Linked DNA regions of Drosophila melanogaster: region 2 is linked to region 1. A link is a contact called in public HiChIP or PLAC-seq data. All regions are on one chromosome and are shown on one strand. The core of a region is the stretch at or near the end of the contact, and the rest is flanking DNA. Distances in the headings are between cores, read along the strand shown.

The links. HiChIP or PLAC-seq counts read pairs in DNA pulled down with a chosen protein or histone mark.
Region 2: a Pc HiChIP or PLAC-seq map of the Kc167 cell line shows a contact between it and region 1, with 2.9 times the contacts expected there. The contact joins the promoter of CG7800 here to the promoter of grn in region 1. A contact is called at or near these places in 45 of 107 Hi-C or Micro-C datasets (the Clone 8 cell line, the Kc167 cell line, the OSC cell line and 14 more) and 2 of 6 datasets of contacts at active chromatin or transcription factors (both in the Kc167 cell line).

The regions. Positions count from the first base shown.
Region 1 is chr3R:8,179,908-8,184,232 of dm6, reverse strand. grn (grain) reads left to right here and starts at 2,789. Exons shown (of 9, transcript NM_169206.3): 1 at 2,789-3,034.
Region 2 is chr3R:8,216,426-8,220,493 of dm6, reverse strand. CG7800 reads right to left here and starts at 2,537. Exons shown (of 1, transcript NM_141513.3): 1 at 760-2,537. The coding sequence starts at 2,433. The coding sequence ends at 832. CG18249 reads right to left here and starts at 348. Exons shown (of 2, transcript NM_001170078.2): 1 at 1-348. The coding sequence starts at 296.

The DNA.
Region 1 (4,325 bases), core at 1,540-4,039:
TGTCTGCTTGACGGCGTTCCACTGGAGGCTTCAGTGTCGGAAAAGTTGCGCACGTGCTGGAAAAGTCTGCATTCGAGGGAAAATTCTAAAACTCAACGCACATGTATACGCGGTACCAAAGTGTTGGGGGGTTACCTGGCATAGGTAAGTCCAAAATCTTCCACCCATAAAAAGGTATTAAGCGGCAAAGGTATAATGTTTGAATATTTTCACTTTAAATATACAACTGTAAGGTTGCATTTAAAAAAACAGAAGCAATTACTTTTGCAAGAGCTATATAATTTATTGCCCTGTTTGATAAATTATAAGTATATTTATTTCACAAGCATATATCTGTTAACTGCGCTCTTCAGCGGTATCTCATCAATTTGAAAATACTGAAATCCTTATCGAAAGGTGCCACCTGTATCTGCTATAACTTCCTCAACCAATTGGGGCTGATGTGTACTTATCATCTGCCGATTAACAGTTGAGTTCACAGTACTTGACAGGCAGACGTGACAATCCATCCATTTTTAAAGCCCATAAGTAGACATGACTGGGGGAATCTTATCGTGAAGCCCAAAAACCCATTGAGATTTCCCTAGCATTCCACGTTGTCCCCAAAGTGCTCAAATTGCTGAGCAAGTGATTTATATCAGTTTAAATATAAATCGTAGTTTTAATTAGCCCAAAAATTAACTTGTACTCTTAGACTCCTATGGCTTATGCTTGTGAATACAGATCAGTATGCATTTGTTGATTAAAATTAGGACTGATTTTCGAACATCTGCCCATCTAGAAAAGAAATCTAATTAATTTGATAATGAACCAAAATGTTGACACTCACTTCTAGAAAGAAATTACCCCGCTTTCAAAATGTGATTGATCAAGTGCGTTTGTTTAATCTGAGGATACAGATCCAGATGCAGTGCCAATTCCATCTGATCGAAGATCTCTCGAAAGCGACGGCTTATTTTCCTATCCATGGTTTTCGGTATCCGTATCCTTTGCACCATAGATTGCTTGGCAGATTGTTTGTGTTGTTCAGTCGGTGACACCAGCACCAATGTTTCTTGTTTGTTTTTCTTTTCTGTATTTTGGTTTTGTTTCTGTTTTTTTTTTTTTTAGTTGTTCTGTGGTTCGTCGCTCGTGTTTGGTGTTCGCACCGTTGGTTGATCTGATTTTGGTTACAGGTTTCTTATTTTGGCAGCCGCTCGTTGTCTTCTGGGTTTCGGGTTGGATTTTTATCTTTATCTCAAATTATGTATCTGTAACTATCAACAGCGCTATCTTATGACCACAGGTATTTACATACATAAACTGCTGCTTAGGTAGTCAGCCCAGGGGCTTTGACAAACGGTTTATTTTAGATTCGTATCGCGACAATATGAACTTATGAAATGCCTCTCGCCCAGCGATCACAAAAATATATTCAAAAATATTCATGTGGAATTAAGTCGGCCTGGGAAACTTTTAAGTTACCAGTTGTCTTTCTCGAACTCTTTTTAAGCACTTCCCCGCTGGAAACCCTCGAATCAGCATCCTTTTTGCCAGTTCACAGGTGCAGCCCCACTTTTAACCCTTTGCGCCAAAAACGATTCATTTTAATGCGAAAATCAATGCGGGGGCAGTAAACAGTATTTAGTCCTTAACTGAAATCTTTTTGATCACAAAAACACGAAGCAGTTGAAGTCAGTATGTAAGTCTAAAGGATATGCTAAAAAATCAATAAAGTCAAATTTTATATGTTCTTATATGTAAGGTAAATATCCAAAAAGCTTTAAATAATCCAAGTTGCAAAAATTCGACACATCAAAGTACAAGTTATGGAAGTTTGACTGTGGCAAAAACTGGCTCACGTATTTGAGACTTTCTTCTTGTTCGCTAGTTTGTATGAGTTGTGTGCATTTGTGCGAGCTGTTTATGCGTACCAGATGTACAATACAAGGGCGGCCCCAAAGGAGCCAACTTGCCGCGAAAATATATGAGCTCCATATTAATAATTTGCATCTAGATATGAGCAAACTATCTTTCGCAGTTCGCATAGTTCGTGTACTTCTCTTAATTTCCAGCTGCTAATTTATGCAAATTTCCCTCTAGTCCTAGTGCCGCCCCACTCGCACACGCACAAGGCGGTTGGCAGCAGGCGTATATAACTCAAAAATCGCCAGACAAATCTGCACACATGTTAAGGCCCATAAATAAAGCACATAATCGCAAACGGAACGATCGATGATTGTTGTCACTGCTTGACAGCGGGCGTGGGAAAGGGACGGGGATAGGGAGTACGAGTGGCAGCCTGCGTGAGAGGGGGATGGGGATGGGAGGGAGCTGAGAGCGCAGCGAACAGACAAGCAAAACGCTGGATTGTCTGGCTATGTGTGTGCGTCAAGTGCAGAGAGGCGTGCCGCTGAGAGATTATTGAACGATGCACTCGAGCGGAGCAAACAAAAACAGGAACAACAAAAATAGCGGACTGCAGTCCACCACAACAACAACAACAACCGGTTACCTGCCCTGCACACACAAAAAAACACGCCCCTCTCACGTTCGGTAAGAGAAAGTGTGACAGGCATATTGTTAGGCCAAGCAACGCTGTATAGCTGCCTCCCTCTCACCCGCAGCGAGCACTGCTTGACAGCGCGACCATCTTGTATGTGCCAGCATACTAGCGCACGCACACTCACACACACACGCACACACGTAGGCTGGGCCTCATGCAAACGGGTTTCTGCGGTGCGCTGCGCATGTATTGGTAGTGCGAGAGCAAGCAGCGCCAGTCTTTCCTGTTTTACGCTCGTGTTCGTTCAGTTCGATTTCAACTGTTGACGTGTTTGCAAGCGTGTTATCGGCGTGCGTCCGCTAGTTTCGTTCGTATTTTGCTATCGATTTTCGTCTCGCCGCGACAATAACAAAGAAAGCTCGAAAAACGCGTCGGCAAAAATACACAAAAAGCGATCAAAGTGTACCAAAAATTAACAACAAATCAAATTATTGTAAAAAAAAACCCCAGTAAAAACAAGCAGAGTGATTGAAACAGTGTGCTTAAAATGTAAGATCAAAAATTTGTGATATCAGTGATCATTCAAAAACAAATTGAGATCTATGATAATCAAAAGTTTTTAACGCTAGCCGCGCGCAAAATTCATTATCCTTATCGAGCGATCAGCCTTTGCAACCAATAGTATGAATATAATAAAAAAGTGCTGACACACGCATACCAAAAATCTGGCACTTGCGCTTATCAATTTATTGCTATCAACTAAAGCGCACGGTAGAGGAAAACAAAAATACAAGAAGACATTTAATGAAAAGTGTCTGCTTCTCATTTTTTTTCATTTTTTTTTTTGTCATATTTTTTCACTTCATTATCGCTGCTTCTGCTGCCGATAGATAGATAAATTGATTGAGTTTTCAAGTCAAAAGGCCCTGGTTATTTACTTTTCTTCCACCATCGGGAGGTAACAAATTATGTTGCCTTATCGCCGTTCTTTTCGTAGCGCAATTGTCAATTGAACGATAGGCATCTGGGCACCTTAAAGATACAGTCCACCGAAAAAACTCGGGTCCAACTTGGCTTGTATTATTAATAATTTCTCGAAGCCATAAGCAAACAATGAAGGCAAATAGAAAACAAAAAATACAGAACTCCCGTTGATAATAATCGTTTGGAAAAGAAATCAACGAGTGCAATGCACACAGCTCGCTATACAAACATATATGCTATCTATTGCTGATAAGCCCAAAAATTCCCCAAAAATTCGGCTACCTGTCTAAATCAATATAGAAGTGTTGTCGTTGTCTCTGCGATATGACTCTTTCGCCTGTCTGCAAGAAACCCCCGACAGATGCCAGTTAGCAATTGAAGCTCTTCGATAAACCTTTAAATCGCGTCTAATTGGGCCCACACACAAAAGTCTGGAAAAGATCTGGGAATACAAAGACACCTGCTCTTCGGGCGCCCGCTTTTGACAGCCCGCAGATCCGAAATCCACAGGATCTATTGTTCTTCGGTGTGTAAACATTGTGACAATGCAATTGTTGGGACTACATGTTTATTAGGTCCCCTGGGCGGGATCTTTGTCATCAATCAATCCGATGAATGCGAAAATACTATACTATACTATACCATACGGTTGCCTTTTCATAGTTTTAGTCAGTTTATTTCCCAAACTACACTACACAGAACGTGGAATACAAAAGTCCAATCGTAAATCAACTCGTGGTTATCCTGTATAACTGTACCGCAACCATAAAGCCATAAAAACAATTGAACAAAAAATGTAAAGCTCGCGATAAGGGAGAGTGAGTGATAACGCCGGCTACCGTTAAAATCTTATCAA
Region 2 (4,068 bases), core at 1,288-3,787, 37 kb before region 1:
AGACTCTCCTTGCTAATGTGGTAGGTGGCACAGTTGCGGATAACCAAGGTGCGAAGACCAGGTGTAAGTTGCAGAACCAGCCATGTGATCGATTGCCGGCTGCAGTTTCTCAAGTGCAATTCCCGGAGCTGAAGAGCCGGAGTCGCAGAGTATGCCACTGGCCGATCACTTAAGCTGCAGAAGGAATCCGGGCAACTGGCACTGAGATTAAAGCGTCCGGAGGCATCGTACACGGCAAGTGCATCGCTTACCGTTAAGCCGCAAATACCGAGTAAAATGTACTTGTAAAAATGCATGTTATTCCGTATCACTTTGCTCGCGCTTTGTTCGACTGCAAATATTGCACTAGCCCCGATCGAAGCGGCAACAGCATCATGTTCTTATCATCTGGATTTGTGGACCAGCGGGTGGAGCTTTACTCACTGCTGATAGTGGGTAATTTAAATACCCATGGGAGCTTTGCCGAGAGCAACAAAGTAAAGCTTTCGCCTCGTTCAGTTAGTTGATAAGGCAATTCAGAATCAATTCCGTCATATTTCAGATACATATACTGAGATGTTTCAACCTACGTTTACAAACCATTGGGGAAATGCTTGTGTTCAAAATAGATGTGGCCCTGGAAAATAAAATGTAATAATTGATGTTTAAATTTGATGCATTTCAATTATTCGTTATAGTAGTATATATTGTATATATATATCATTCAGCATGTAGGCACATCCAAATGAGTAGCCGGTTATTTAAATGTGCATGGTAGGAAAAACTCAAGAGATTCTTTATTATTATTTAAGGAAAAGTTTAAATATATACATGTTAAGTAGAATGATTATATTACAGGATAATTTCATCATCAGATTCGTTTGAAAACATTTCGATTATGGCAGGTACCGATGATGATTGCGTGAACTGGTTTCTTCCTCTCAAACGAATGAGTTTCACGATTAGAAAAGAGTTTACGAACAAGGAAACAATCAGGGAAACTAGCATCAGTACGTTCCATACATTCCATTGATAAGTGTCGTTGCTTAAAGGATTAACTTTGGTATCTATGGTTTGGTTTGTGTCGGCGCTTATACTCGTAGGAAAATCTCTGGCATCTGGTATGCACGGCTTACAAGTTGGAGTCGTGTTGTTTGATTGACTGTATTGCGTTTTCTCTAAGACGTTTACTCCAATTTCATTGAAGAACTTTGTAATATTTTTATAGCCCTTAGGCTGGAATTTATTATCGTACAGAGCAACCTCTTTCAGACTTGGATGAGGTTTCCAGGGTGTAAGTTCAAAATTGTTAATATAATTTCCCTCCAAATGCAAACTTTGAAGATTGAAAGCTTCGTCAATGCCAACCTTTGCGGGAGCATATATTCTATTGTACGAAGCGTCCAAATGAGTAAGCCTTTCCCATGGAATTGGCGAATCGAAGTGCAGACGCGTCAGGCGATTTGCCGATAGGTTCATATACATAAGATTGGGAAGTATGAAGAGCTCGCTCGTATTGTCGCTTCCGGCGGCTGCGTATATCCCTATGATATTCTCGGATAGATCCAGTCGTTGCAGTCGCCACATGCCCGTTAGAAGTTTGGGAATATCGGTAGCGGTCAGTAAATTGCTATGCAAATCCAGTTCGATAACAGAGCTTTTGTCGGGTAATTTAATCTCGGTTATATGGTTTTTCCTCGCCTGGAGTTTATGGACACTGCCCAAAATGTCCAGGCGCTGCACACCGCTGTTGTCGAGGATCAAGGTATGTGCACCGGGCAATGAAAGATCCGGCAGCGGTCCACAGTTGCTCATGTCCAAAAGGCGTAGGTTACTTAGAGATTTTAGAGACGTAGGCGCTATCCATGTCAAGGGATTCCCATTGAGTAGCAGCATCTCTAGCTTGGGAACGCCTGTAAAAATGTTTTCGTGAAGAGTTTCGATTCTATTGCCACTTAGGTCGAGATGCAGAAGTTCTGGTAGGTTTTGAAATACATCCCATGGCAAACCTTGAATACCATTCCCCGGCAGAGACAGCAGCCAGAGCTGAGCTAGGCCTTTAAAGCATTCATTGGATAGTCTCGTTATGTTGTTCCCCCCCAGCATAAGGATCTTCATGTTTGGCCACTTCGAGAAGTGTTCGTCGTGCAGCCCCAAAAGATTTCCACGTCGCAATTGAAGGCTTGTTAGGTACGGCAGTTGATTCAGGTCGTTCATGGTGAAGTCCGGACTGTCGCAGTTCTCCAGCTCCAGGGTGCGCAGATTGGGCATAAGTTTGAGTACCTTCTTTTCGCAGGAGTCCATGTGGAACTCGGTTAGTTTGGTAGCCTTCTTATCGCTAAACGTCCGGCTCCGACCAAGTAAATGGCAATAGGAATCATTGCAGTAGTCCTCCAAGTCTGGGCGGCCTAAAGCGGATACACTTGCAAGCAGGGCGATGATTATTAGGTACATAGTTGCTTTTCATAACAACTACAACTACTATAACTTTTGAAACCTAACCGCGTTTACAATCTGTTGATATATAGGTAGTACCTGTACTTGCTAAAGATGGAACGAGTCAGCTGTTCGCCCGTATCTATTCATATCGATTACGCAGAAGACACATTAGAAGATCGATTAGATTATCGATTATCGCCGGGCTGTTGAATTTTAAATTAGATTAAACATTTTCTAGTGATTTTAAAATATTTGTTTGTTCCTTTAAAACATTTTTAACCATTCACTATGCTTTTCAATATTGTTACCGGTGGCTAGCTGAATATTTCTATATATATTCTTAAGGAACACCCAACTTATGAGTTTATAAAAAGTGACATAATTAAAACTTCTTAATAAACTTTATGGGACAATTATTTGATGAAAATGTGAAGCCTCTGTGTCTACAGTATTATCTTTCAATACCCAGTGAATACGCCAAATGCCAGGAACATCTTCGCTTATCGGGGACAACAGACCAACATGTTCCACATAAAAAGAAGTTTCTTAGCTTCGCAAATAAAAGATAGCCAAGGGGGGGTGAGATCCTTTAATTCCCTGCATAATTCCAAGTCAGACAAGCGTTAAAAACATTTCATTATAACGCTACACAATCGGAATATTTAATGATTTAATCGGCCAAACGAATCGGGGACAACACCTAAGAAAGGACGAGGAGTCTCGATAAACTGCTTCAAATTCACAGATTTTAAATTTCAAATCGCTGCCACACGGCACAAAACAAGCGAACATGTAAAAAGCAGCCAGGTTCTGGCCAAGATCTGAGCCCCATACCCATACCCATAGCCATACCTCAACCATACCATTCCATTCCATTCTCAACGTTGGCTCGATATAATGGCGCGAGTTTCATGTTTACAGAAAAGATTATGCAGCCCCAAACAAGCGAGGGAAAAGCAGCAAGAACCAAAAGATACAAACGTGCAGAGGTTGCAGGCAACGCGGGATTTGCAGACCTTTGGATGCAACCTGAACACCGAGAACTGAAACTGGAGTTCTAATTAAACAATTCGTAGAATTTCGCGTTAATTGCGAGAAAACGACTTGAACGTGCTCGGCGGATTGGCCAAGGCTCTGGGACTCCGTTCCTCCCCCAATCTCCTTTTGGTTTCCACCATCACTCCACTCCACTTACTCCTCCTTTCCCATTCCCCATTTTAGGTGACACGTTCTGGGAAAGTAATACTGGCAAAGCTACACCCAAAAAAGAGTGTTTTTTTTGCAAATTTAGGATCAAGCTTAAGCCTACGGAGTACGGAGGACACCATTGTAAACTATTTAAAAATAATACTAATACTTATTAACTTAATTATATTTCCCGTAGGTATTAGAAGGTGTATCTTCGATTCCCAAATGAACTACTGTTTGGTTTTGTGTTTTTTTTTCTGAGTGCTGTGGGAAAGCTTTGCACTCCGTCTAGATCTGGTGTCATTTCACATGTGTGCCTTCATTTGACGAGGATGAGCTCTGTTATTAACACGCCTACCGGCATTACCCCTTGGAAGCCTCCTCACCAAAATGGCACAATGCTCTGGACTTTTTACACATGTGAGAAGGCTGGCCAACTTGGAGAGAAAACTCAATTCAAAT